Linked DNA regions of Gossypium hirsutum: region 2 is linked to region 1. Evidence: chromatin contacts called from public Hi-C data. All regions are on one chromosome and are shown on one strand. Each heading gives the region's core, a stretch centred on a gene start, on an enhancer-like site or on the middle of the called end of the contact. The rest is flanking DNA. Distances are from core to core; before and after follow the strand shown.

Evidence for each region. A called contact is a pair of places that touch in the nucleus more often than the background predicts.
Region 2: a contact with region 1 is called in a Hi-C map of leaf, with 2.0 times the contacts expected there. The contact joins the promoter of LOC107899407 here to the enhancer-like site in region 1. A contact is called at or near these places in 3 of 34 Hi-C or Micro-C datasets (leaf, petal and seedling).

Annotation. Positions count from the first base shown.
Region 1 is chrD04:32,132,454-32,139,246 of Gossypium_hirsutum_v2.1, forward strand. LOC107899407 (trafficking protein particle complex subunit 8) reads right to left here. Exons shown (of 28, transcript XM_016825111.2): 23 at 6,252-6,416; 24 at 6,001-6,159; 25 at 5,098-5,331; 26 at 4,329-4,493; 27 at 3,973-4,076; 28 at 3,068-3,891. The coding sequence ends at 3,342. Among protein-coding and RNA genes, the nearest start is that of LOC107899407, 33 kb to the right of the region's middle. Within about 2 kb of position 1,663, at least 1 of the 9 cell types and tissues checked has an H3K27ac peak or open chromatin away from gene starts, as enhancers often do. A contact at or near this core is called in leaf, where this site is marked.
Region 2 is chrD04:32,164,333-32,170,736 of Gossypium_hirsutum_v2.1, forward strand. LOC107899407 (trafficking protein particle complex subunit 8) reads right to left here and starts at 4,646. Exons shown (of 28, transcript XM_016825111.2): 1 at 4,218-4,646; 2 at 4,005-4,099; 3 at 3,511-3,610; 4 at 3,192-3,296; 5 at 2,868-3,030. The coding sequence starts at 4,380.

The DNA.
Region 1 (6,793 bases), core at 413-2,912:
CCCTTTCCACCTTCTATCATTTCCACTAAATCCATTTACATACACCAATTAGCATGATTAATCACATGCTTCACTAAACTTCTACTTAGCTTTAGGTTGGTGTTCTTTCCGATCAAGAATCATGAGAAAATGAATCCGCATTAAAAATTTTCATAACGATATTCACCATCTCTCCTGAATATTGGATAGTACAAATTTGTCCCTTAAAATTATTTCAATTTCAACCCAAAGTGCACATTGGGTTGGAGTCGTTTTGGCGTACAGTTGGGAAGTTGAGTCGGTCATACTGTATTCTACTTTCCGTGAACAAATTGACGTACCTTGATGGGGTCATACTAGTGGGATTTTCATCAAGGGAGATAGTGATCAAATTTAAACAACGCACGCAGTTGAGGCCATTGATTCGAGTTGGATTCTTCAAAACATAAGGTTGCCAGGGTCTTGAATTGTTAATGCAAGTATCACGGTTAGACAATTGGTAAGGGTTGGTTTGCAAGTCGTTCCGGAATCAACTACAAAAGGAAGAATTGGCGGTTGGGACGTTCTTGGTCGCTATAACCAGCTTATGGTTTGGAAGAGAAAACTCATTTTCAAGAATCGATTCAGTACTAGAATTCACCAATTCTAAGGCTAAGACTTTATATTATTGCTTACAAAATTCGATTTCATTTTCTTTTTTTATTTTCAATTAATATAATTGTTTATTGCTGCTATTTCATTTTATTTAGTTTCTAAACATTTTCATCCCCCTTATTTATTTTTTAGCAAGTTCGTCACGAGTCGTGGGTATGGCTATTGCCGCGACAATAATTATGTTCACAAGAAAGGTGAAATTAGATAATCAACCCCTATTGATTCGACCCTACTGCTCTATACTGCTATTTAGTATTATTTTGTCATAGAAATTTATATTTGGTAGTTTCGATGCCGATCAATTATATAAACCCAATAGACTTGATGGATAATCAATCTTGTTCTTATTTCTTGCTGTTAGTAGTTCAATAACATTGGAGAATCCAAAACTACACGTGAGGTCAAGATCGAGGAACAAGGAAAATGTAAATACTTTAAGAGTTTTCTTTTGACAAAATAAAAACGAAAGGAAAATTTAAGGATGTGAAAGACAAAACGAGATAGAAAGAAATAAGCATAGGAAAGTCTTAAAAAGTAGGCTCAACCTAACCAAAAGTGATGAGGTTCTATTTCAGATGGATTTAGCTAGTAGCAGTAGTGTGTCCCCAGAGGAGATTCTAGAGGGGTCAAAGACCTATATATTTCCATTTGTTCCTATGTTTTTCGCCAAGGGAGGGGTCCTAACCTTAGTTGAGCCTTGGAGAATGGAACAGTCTTAGACATTACTGTTGTTGCTGCAAAGTTTTTAAGCTCTCTTTTTTTGTCCTTTAGGATGGGAAAAATACTATCCTCCTTTGCCATTTCATGAAAATGTTATTTCATTCTTTGTTGTTGCGACCAAGAACATCCCAACAGTGATAACATTGGTTCAAAATGTTATTTCATTCTTGTTGTTGCGAAATGGTCAGCTCCTTTATTTGGTTGTTGCCATTGGAGATGCATCCTTTTTTCCCCATCTCAAAGCACTATTGATGCGTTAGAAGACTTTAAGCTAGGATCAATAGTGCATTTGGCAAGAAGCGGGTGGTTACTACTCGTAGATCCTTCAGCTAGGAGTCCGTGTTTTGGTTCTTTGGGTCGATGGATCCGACTATGGTCTTCGGCCTATTTTTGTTTTTGAATGGCCCGTTCTGCCTTTTTGTTTTGTTTACCCACATGTAATGTTGTTGGTCTTTGACCCCTTGTTATGAAATGAATCTCTTTTGCATTTCATATGATAGATACGATTTCTAGAGACAAACAACATATTTTTAATTTGATTACTTTTCTTTTTAACTTGTGATTCCGAATGAGTTGATCACCGTCTTCAACGAAAAGATATCTACAATTCTACGAAATATATTCAAATCCCTTGATAACAGTATCATTTTTTCTCTTAGGCTTTGAAAAATATATAATAACTTCCTTGAAATTTGATGAAAAATACACTAATCTCTTAAATTTTAATTATTAAATGAACTTTAAATAAAAATAAATTTATACTTTATTAATTCATTATTATTTTATTTATTTTTTTCTATCTTTAATATTTTTATGCAATGATTTTCAATTGAAATTAATAAAGATATAATTAGTTATCAAATTATTTAAATTAAATTATAAATTACCTTATATTCTAATACAAACATATGTTGAACAGATTCATCATAAATGATATTTACGTTTCTTTTTGTCCTCTCTTTCATTTTTTTTTTCTTTAATAAAATTTTTTAACAGTTTATTTTGATTCAATAGTATATATTAATTTTGATATAAATTTATTTTTTACTTGATTTCTTGACTTTTATATTTTGATCAACTTTTTTCATTGAATCCTTCTAAATAATAATTAATAATTAATTTTAAATAAAAATAGTTAACTCATCTCAAAGTTAATACATAAATATATATATAACTTTAAAATACTTCATTTTGCTTGAAGTTCAAGCTTTCTATTAGTCTAATCAAGTCGAGATGTGATCTAACTCAACTCGATGGCTCAATTCACTATGATTTTTATATATTATTAAATTTAAATATATTTAAATTATTAAATTTGAATATGTCAAATCCATTTGAAATGTCCAAAACCATGTTAGGTAATGTGTATCACTCGAATTATGAAGTCTGCTTAAAATCATATATAATTTAAATATTCATTTACTTTTATAGCACTAAAGTAATTAAATTTTCGAATGTGAATAAAACAAACGGATAAAAGGGGGAGAATTTGATTTTCTTCAAACATATCTAAGAGGATTTATTTGATTTTCTTGGTAAATAAATCAGTGGAGATTAGTTTGATTTTCTACAAACTTGAGGGATTTATTTAATTTTATTCAAACCTCAGAAGAGATGAGTATATTTGCCAATCTTTTACCCTTTATTTGTTTAATTTGAAAAAGAATAACATTTTTTTATGAGTATAAATAAATCAAGAATCCGAACTACAAAGTTAAACAATTGTATCAAGTGTTACCGATTTTCTCCAATCAAATATTCTGAGTCCATTTACATTATGTAACATAAAAATCTGTTATGTTCCCTTATTATTGTATGAAAACTCAAAAATAGAATGTTTCTTCTATTATCTCCAGAGGCTTTCTCAATTCCTATTTTATACCAATAATTATACATTTTAGGGACCATAATTTACATGTTACAAAACTACAAGTAAGATCCCATTGTTAAGGGTACAGAGAATTAGTAAACCTGATGAGCCTCGTATTTTAAGTAGACTGCACCACCGTAAGATAATAGGGATATCCTTGGCACTCTCCCGAAGACTTGTTTGCTTCTCCTTGACTTTCTTCAATGGGTGCTAGATTCCAATTCAAAGCATAGTTTGATAAATCGTATATTCCAGGAGCGAAAACACAGATCTGAAGAGGAACTTCAGCTGTTGCCCTAGGTTGAAGTTTGAGTTTAGTAGAGCTTGAACCTGTCCAAATGAACTGGGGGGCACTTTCCAGGGAAACCGACTTCGTAATACGTTTTGCAAGAGCATCGGTTGTGATGACTTTCGTGTCATTCACTGCTGGAATGCTGAACCACCCTACTTGATTTTCCAGAGGGAGACCTGACTGAGATGCAGTAGCATCGATTGATTGGCTGTTACTACTGGGGGGATCAAAGGTCTTGACATGGACAGATGAAGCAGCATCGGATGAATTGTTTATAGTCATCTTCAAATTTACTCCACATGGAGAAGCTGAGAAGTTATGTTGTATGGTCCGAGGCCCATCCACGAACCAAGATATTGGACTGAAGCTAGAAAGACTAACAAAATTATATGATACAAACTCATTAGAGAAAGTGGTATCTAACAAATTCATCATTAAAAGGTTGCCCGAGTCTCACCTGCAATGACAAACATGATGGGAAAAAAGAAGTGGTCTATGAGGAGCACCAGAATCAATATTACCCCTCCACAGTTGAGTGATGAAAACGAAATCAACATTCCCCTGGTCCATGAAAACATAAAAGCTTAATGCATCAGAAGACTAGTGAAATCAAAGAACATCTATCTAGTCTGAAAATGGAGCAACATTATCATCATCAACTATATATGATTTTGAGTCAAGAATGAAATGGTGATATAAATATCAGATAACCTGTGTCAGATTTTGACCGTAACAGTAATGTTTATGTATGGGATAGACAATTCTAGTTAGTTCTTACAGAAATGGCACGATAAGAATATGAAAGTTAACAACCTGACATGACATTCCCTGGTACAATCTCTCATAATCGTGGAAATCAGCCAAAGGTGAAGAACATACATCGAAGAGGGCTTCACTGTTTCCTGGAGGTCCGAGTCTTACATCACTCTGGAGGAAAAGAGGATTACTGTCTTCAGAAGTTGATGACTTCCTGTGATACTGAAATGAAATTAAAGTAGATTACAATTTAAAGTCAACCAGTTAAGCTGAAAAATAAATAAATAAATATTATTTGGCAATACAATAATTCACAACAAACAAATCCAACAAGCTAATATGCAGCCAATATAGCATGCTACCTAGCAATAAAAGATGATAAGATTAATAGAATAAGATTAATAGAATATGTAGAATTGCAACTTAAGCATAATGTACGAGGTTGGAGATCATGCTATTCCAATCTGGATCACAACCAAGACCCCAATCTAACACTTGCCAGATGTTTTTACCGTCTGTAAGGTTTTTACCAATGGCTCTTGCCATCTTAGATTCAGAAGTACATCACGATTTAAACTACTATTTTGTCCCACAGAACCAACAGGAAGGTGTTTGATCAAACGCTCTCCAAACCCCTGGCCGAAGCCCAATATAAAAAGATAGAAGTTGCCCAATAGTATCTAGCACAAGGAATTATCCCACTAACAGTATAACTTTTATCGTAATTAACAGAAGACACAATAGTTTTGCTTCCAGTAGAAAATTACACAAAATATTTTACCAGATGAATAATCCAAGGTGCAAGTTCTTCTATGGTTGTACCAACCTTAAGCATGAAGAAGCATGACAATACTTGACCAGCAAATAAGGATTGAGACGGTAAAATGCTATCAACAGGTTGGAGCAATGAGACATCCCACTGCTGCCCAACAGAAGACAATTGATGAATCTGGAAACATTCAGAACTGGTCTTGTTGACAACATCCATACGCAAGAGGAACTCTTCCAATCTTGATGGACAAGGACTAAGTTCAAATGATACATCCAACGATGGTAAAACCTAACAAAGATGAACAGAATATATTAAAATTGGCGAGGTAGCAATTCATGCATAGAGGCAAAAACACATACGATCAACAAAGTATTGCCATAAGACCATTCGAAATAATAAAGGTTTCTTTAATAAAAAAGTTAAAATAGAAAAGAAAAAGGAAAAAGAACCAAATGTGATGCAAGTAAACAGATACTTAGAAAACACAAGAATGGAAGAATTGCTTCAAACATAATTGGTAAATATAAATAGTTTTCTAAGGAGATTTTTCCTGACTACCATCAGAGGACATATATTGGCATTTTAACATCCTACTTTCAACCCTAGTTAAAGTACTTAGAATTTATTTTGATAACAAGAAGTGGGAGATTTGAGCTCAGTATCAGCATTTTAACTAAACTTTAAAGGATATTTTCTATTAATTTACAGCAAAATATTGCTCCCCCAATCAATTTCATTTTCATCTTAGCTTTTATGTATAAACCATATTGTGTTCTAACATAAATACATTAAATGTTGATTGTACCTTTATCCATTTCTTACTTAACAAATAAAATTCACAGACAAAGCTAGATCTCATTTAGAAACAATTTATAGTTTAAGTTACTACATATATAGCAAATGTAAGGGCAAAATTCAAACTAAGATACCTCAACCTTTTCCTATTCAAGAACATACCTGCAAATTATAATGCATACGTAGAGTGCGGAATTTCATAATGCTTGATACATTTTCCATTTCATAATATACAGTAATGTACAAAGAAATATTGCCAGGAACAGCAGCATGAAACCAAAGAGGCCAAGATAATGATGTTTCCTCCTGCACTGATATGTCCTGAAGCATAGACAATATAGATTTTATGAATGAAAAAGGATGAGGTGCTAACAACTTGATGATATATGCACAGGGAAACATTCCAAACAGACCTCAGGAAAATGGAACACATTCTGCAACATTTTCTTAGCATTAGCATGCCCAACGCTTTGCTCAACATTCAACTTCTTTTCTAAGCAAGCAGAAAATTCTACATTTAAATAACTCTGATTCCCAGCATTTAGAAATCTCGGGTTGCTGATCTTCATCTTTAGATTCTATCAAAATATCGTCATAACCCGCATTATAGAACGAATAAATATTTATTAATCAATTATATAAAAGACACACAGCACAATCATGAAAGCATATATATAAGGGTACACCATTAGCAACTGATCCATGCCAAGCTTGGGCTTCACTTGAGGCTGTACCAATTAAAGTCCCAAACCTATCTAAGAGATAGTTAACATTGCTTTCGAAAAGTTTGATTTAAGCGTTCAGTATTGCTGTCAAAAAGCGTTTTTGAGAAATAAAATGTCTATTTTAGACTTGATGTCTTAAAATAAAAAAATATGCACTAAAATAATATTTAAATTCATTAATATTATGATATTTCAATAAAAATATAATAAAATAATTTATAATAACTCAT
Region 2 (6,404 bases), core at 3,396-5,895, 35 kb after region 1:
AATGCAAATCTAGATCTTTGCCCTCTAAGTGTAGCATCACGGTTTTGACCTTAACATTGTCCAAGATCCTCTCTGCTTGAAAATGTTGTTTGAGTTTCAACCATCAGCCCTTGAAATCTATTCCATTAAATCTCGGACATTCCAATTTGTAAGGCCTCATGTGTGGATCCCCAACACCAACTCTCAAGGGAGTTCCCAAATACCCAGTTTTGGCATAGGTGATACTAAAAAGTTCTCCTTAGGACGAAAACTAGGAGAAGCCCCTCCAAGCACTCCCTTCCCTTTGTCCTGGAAAGAGCCATTGCCCATCACTGGCTATGGTTGACCCAGATACTGTTCAAAAAGAGCTTGCAACTCAATTTTGATCTCTCCCTTGACTTCATCTTTGAGTTCCTTGAAATGACCATCCAACCTAGTGTCCAACTATGCAAGTTCCACCTGAAGCAACTGACTTCTTGCTGCGTATGGCTCATTTCCTTCTGCATTTGCATGGTTACCCCTTCCCCAACCATGGAGATCGCGAGGCTCTGATACCTTTGATACGTGATACTTAATGATACAGAATCAACATTCCAATGGAAATTGTTTTGATGTGTCTAGAGGGTTTTCGAATGTAAAAATATTGAGCGAACCTAATGATCCTACTGAAAGCAGTGGATCATATTTGGAGAAATCAAGTGTAACTAATGTTAAAAGCAACTCATATAGACACGGAAGGTCTAAGAAATCAAGTGTGACTAGTGTTGAAAGCAAGGCATTTAGACATGGAAGGTCTAATTCAAATGTTGTCAGAAAACAACAGGGCAATAACACCTTGAAACCTCAGATTACACATGCTTCTTTTTTCTCTCGTCATTGCATTCATATTAAGTGCTCTTAGTGCATTATCTAATAAATCATCCATCCTATCTCACGTTGCCTCGTTTACAAAAGAATCCCAAGAAATCATGATTGGCAATACCTATGGTAAATTGTTTGTACTTTTTCAACAATTCTTGCACAATATGTCTAAGTCTCCATTTCCTTGCAATAAAAGAAAAAGAGCAACTAATATTTCTGCTTGGATTCTAGAGGAAAAAGTCTTGTGGAAGGGGGAATTAATGTGACTGCAGATTTGCAATGTGGTGATATTTTCCATTTATATTTTCTAAGGTTTGTTCTAGTGCACTTCTTGTTTCCATGCTTTCCAGATAAAGGTGTGGGAGAATTCTCTACAAAGTTGAGAAGATTAAAATGTAGAGCTAAGGATACTGAATTCGATGATATGGATATGGCTAAGAAATTAAAATCCATCATGCAAGGTGAATTTGTTTCACAACAAGAAAAGGGCTTTCTTAGTATCATGGTATCCATATGTACAACAAGATTTCCCATATCCAATGCTCTAGAATTGCTTAAGGATGAGGAGACATGCAGCCCTGAGCTTTTGAATGATGAAAATTTAACTAATTTGAACCAGATAAAGGAAATGCTTGAGTTTAGAAAGAATGTCAGCATAGCATCAAAGTTTGGTGAGTCACCTTAGGAAGCTATGGCCAGTTACATTGAGCATCTGTTGTCAAAACCTTCTGATGAAGGACAAGGCAACCACTTTCATCTTGAGTTGGTCAAGGTTGTTTCCATTGAAATTCAAAAGGCTAGTGATCAAGGTTTGAGCACAGAAGATGTTTATAGTCTTGTCAGATGCCAAGAGAAAGGAGACCCGAAATTAGCATTGTTGCACTTCAAAAATTTGGAAGAAATCAAAAGGTTTACTATTCTATAATGGTTAAAGCTGCTGATAACCTTGACCAGGAAATCTATGGAATAAAGTTGCATAGGCATACAAAGTTAGGAGAAGGAAAACATAAAAACCAGAATCATGCTTTAATTTTTACACGTGGAGAAGCTTTTCAAACTGTTGATACGATCCAAGACAATTACATGAAGAAGAGACTGAAAAGAGCTAATTGAGAAAATTATGCTGAAGAGGTGAAAGTTTTCTCACCAAAGTCAAGTTTTCCAAGCCGGGGAGAATGACACAAGAGCTTTTATTTATATTATAATATTTTATTATTTTAGTTTTATCTTATAATATTTATTTTAAAGCATTAGATATATTATAGACAGCTTAGTTATCTTTAGGGTCTAAAGCTAGGGCTAGGAATAACATTTTATTTGCAAGAAAGCCTAGTAACTTTACTTGCAAGAAAAGATAGTCTATAAACAAGTTGTAGTCTTTACAGCCATTATTATTGTTCTGATTATTTTATTTGACTTAATAGAAAAACTAGAGGTTTTCTATAACCCTAAGTTTTCTAGAGTTCCACCTTTCCAATTCGTTTGTTTAGCCCTAATTCTCTTATTTGCTGCTGTTCTCTTCCCTAATCCATATCACACATGATGAGCTTCCATTTCCTATAGCTTCTTTGAGGATGTTTTCAATCAAACCATTTTATTCCGTGTCATGTAGGATTCTTTTATAAACTAGGTTTCTTCATACATGGCAGGAATCTCTTTCCAGGTTTTAGCTATTCAAACTGAGGTTCTTGCATTTTCCACTTGGTTTCATGTCTCCATGCATGCATATGGTTGGTAATCTAATATATTCAATTAGCTGCAGCTGAAATATTCTTGCCAGCCTAATCAGCAGCTCTTAAAATGTCGTAATAACAAGAGTAAGAAAAATAAAATAAATATATAACGATTAATAAAAAAAAGAAAGAAATGTATACTATATATGCACATTGCTCCACAGAAAAATAAAAAGTTAAACCTATATAGGCATGCATGTCCTTATGAAATTAGAGAGCAGAATTAACAGCATTTTATCATGCTTATCGAACTTAATAATTTCAACCATAGACAGATATGAAGGTGTGGCATACTTCTCTGAATCACCATCTTGATTATCATGCACAAGTAAGTAATGCTTCAAAACCTTTGGGTCCATTGCACCATCACTGAGAAAGGAGGGCAATTTGTTGGTGTTAAAGAGGTCTATAAATCTATTTATGGGTTCCTCATCCCTTGAAGAAACAACCAAAAGGCCTACAAATCATTTTTGGAGAAGAAACAATCAACAAGAGAATATAATATCGTGTCTAGAATGAATAGTTTAAAGAAATCCATAAAGTGGAAAGGGCATGATTAGCAGAGCTTAAATGCAACAGGGGGAAAAGGATGGTATTGAATAAACTTCCAAAGCTTACATGCCACAGGATGATCAAAAGCTTCATGATCAGAAAAAGACAAGGTACGTACAAGCTCTTTATTGAAAAACTGAAACCATGTCGGTAAAATTTCAGACTCATGCCCTGCATAAAACATTCACCATATATAAATCAAAGCAACTAGTTAAGTTTTATTAATAACTACAAAAAATAAGGTCATGCTACAAAATCAGACAATCTCAATAGAATATTAAAAATGAAAAACTAGCCACAGGAAACAAAATGCTAATAAAAATGACAACAACAAACCATGCAAAATGATACCCATTAAAAGATTTCAAACTTGAAAGTAACTTACTTGAGAGAAGATCATTCACTTGAGGTAGATCTGAATATATTTCAGGGAAATCATCCTCTCCCGCCTTAGTAATAACTTGCTTTAGTCTTTCCTTTGCTACCTAGTCAATTGACATCTATTTCAGAAGCAAACCTCCAGAAAATGAAGCTAAAAATTCTCACATGATTGAAATTGCAGACCCACTATTAAGTGTAAAACATACAACTTTTAGACTTATCAGGGTATAATAAATCTCCCTCGATCCAATCAGTTAAAGTTTCCAGATTCTTACACTAATATACTCTATAAAAGCTCAAAAATCAATGAGAGATATATTCCAACTAAAATAGCTCAGTCTTCTAACTCGACTAATAGCTTACCGGTGCTGGCGATTACATTCCTATTACCAAATTCTCGTTATCACGTAAATCAAAATCATAGAAATTTGAATTCCGTGATCTTCACCTACGTATATATTATTAAGCTACAAAACCAGGAATCTCAAGAGAAATTACCTCGAGATTGGGTTGCCGAATATCCGAGGCGTAAAACAACCTAAATTTGAACTTGTGCAACCTGTAGGGTTGATCACTCGCCGTCCGTACAGGCACTGTCACCATAATTCAGATAAGTAAAAAAGAAAAGTACGTCACCTCAAAGTCAACGTACACATACACAAACACGTACAACTGTGGACATAAAAATAGAGAAAGTTTCGGATTACTCACCATCGATGTTGGTGAAGTCGCAGAAAGGGGAGAGCATTTGGACAAAGGAGAGGCCGTTCTTAAGGCAAGATTCTTCCACGAGTGGAGTGCAAAGCACCATAACCACCGGAGTGATCTCCTCCAACAGCATCTTTCCAAGCGAAGTATTCGCCGGATCCACCATGACTCTCCCTCTCCTCCGGTTGGTCGGATGCCCTAATACAGGCCGAGAGCGGCTTCTCTGAAGCTCGGGGTTGATTGAACCGGAGATATGACAAGTGAACCGCTCTTTGAAGAGGCAAAGAAATAAGGCAGAGTAGCTGCCTCTAGAGCGGCTTCTTCGATCGGATCTTTCTGTTGGATGTGGGTAGGAGAGGTTCAAGGTTTGGGTGGCCGGTGGTGAGGTGACGTCGAAGGAAGAAGTTGTGGGCTTTCTTGGTCGTGACAATGACCATGGGCCGTAAAACCACCGGCTCAAATATCAATAAGCATTCGATGGGCTGAATAGGATGACTTCTTCTTTCTTTTTATGGACTATATCCATGGGCTGCAAAACCACCTGCTCAAATATTTAAAAAGAGGGTAAACTATAAAATTGTCACCTAATTATCTAATTTTTTCTATTTTAATTATTTAATTATTTTTTTATTTAGTCAGTAAATTTTTTGAAATTAAATATTTTAGTTCTTCTAGCTTTTTAATGTTTATATATTTTATTAATTTGATTCTAAATATAAAAAATTCAACAAAATTAATTTTTAATGTTTACAAAATTTGTCATTTTAATTCAAGTTATAAAAAATTTAATAAATTTAATCCTCAATATTTACAAAATATTTTAATTTTAAAATTCTAAAAAAAATAATACATCGTAATTATATTTGCAATTCTCATCACATGCTGACCATAAATATAAATGTCAAAACAAGTATAGGACACAAAATATAACACACCATTCTAGCATCTTCACTCTCCTCCTGTATCTCTTGTACATCATTTCTTTCTCTTACATAAGTGTAAAATATCGACTAGAAATATCACAATGCACTAAAACTATAATTTTACTTTTTGATTGTATTCTACCTTTTCCACGGCCCTGTGATCAACATGGAGATTGAATTCTTGCAATAGAAAGCTATAAAAGACAACAAACAGGTAGAGAGTACTGCTACTTTGCTTTCATAGTCAGATTAGTAGTAGGATAATGACTAGGTAAATTTGATAGAACCTTGTCAAATAAATCAACAACGGCCGCTGCTGAAAGTATCCTATCATTTGTTGCAAGATAGAATTCTTGAGGCATTGTCACTTGTTTATTTTGCATTATAGAAGATTCTCAATTCTCCTTTGCTCTCAAATATCTACAGAAGCAATTAATTACATTTTCAATTATCAAGTAAACAGGGTTATCACATTCCAAAGCATAATTTAAATGATAGAGCACATTTTTGTTCAACAGCCTTGCCCTAATTTTAAATTTTAAAATTTTATAATTGAACTAAATTAACAAATTTTATAAATGTTGAAGGATAATTTTTTTTTAGAATTTAAATAAAAATAACAAATTTTGTAAAATTTCAGAGCTGATTTTTTTAAAATTTTTTATATTTAGGATCAAATTGTTATAATGTGTAAATATTAAAAGGCTAATTTTGTTATTATATCAATAAAATAAACCCACATTAGCTCAGAGTAGCATTTAATTTCGAAAAATTAAGTGACTACATCAAAAAATTAACACTTAGATAACTAAAATAGAGCGAATAACATAGTTAGGTAATCATTTTTGTAATTTGCCCTTAAATATTGGATTGGATAAAAAAGTTTTAATTCTATTTTTAAAAATGAATATAATGAAATTAGTGTGGTTAAAATATAGTCCAATTCGGTGGGGCAAAATACCAAAAAAAAGCCATTTTTTTAAATTTACCGAAATGGGCCCGGTATTTTATTATTTACCAGAATGGGCAATTTTTTCCTAAATCGCGTCCACATCAGCGCGCTTTGCAGATATGGCAACAAATCACGTCCTCAGAAGCACGATTTGTGTCCATGTCAGCAAAGCGCGCGACGTGGACTCGATTTCCTGGCACGTAGCGCGCCCCTGGGGACGCGATTTCACCGTGTTTCCTACCTTAGGGTTTTTAGGGTTTTTGGAGAAAAAAGTAAACAAATAACGGATTAGGGTTTAGGGTTTCGTAATTAAAT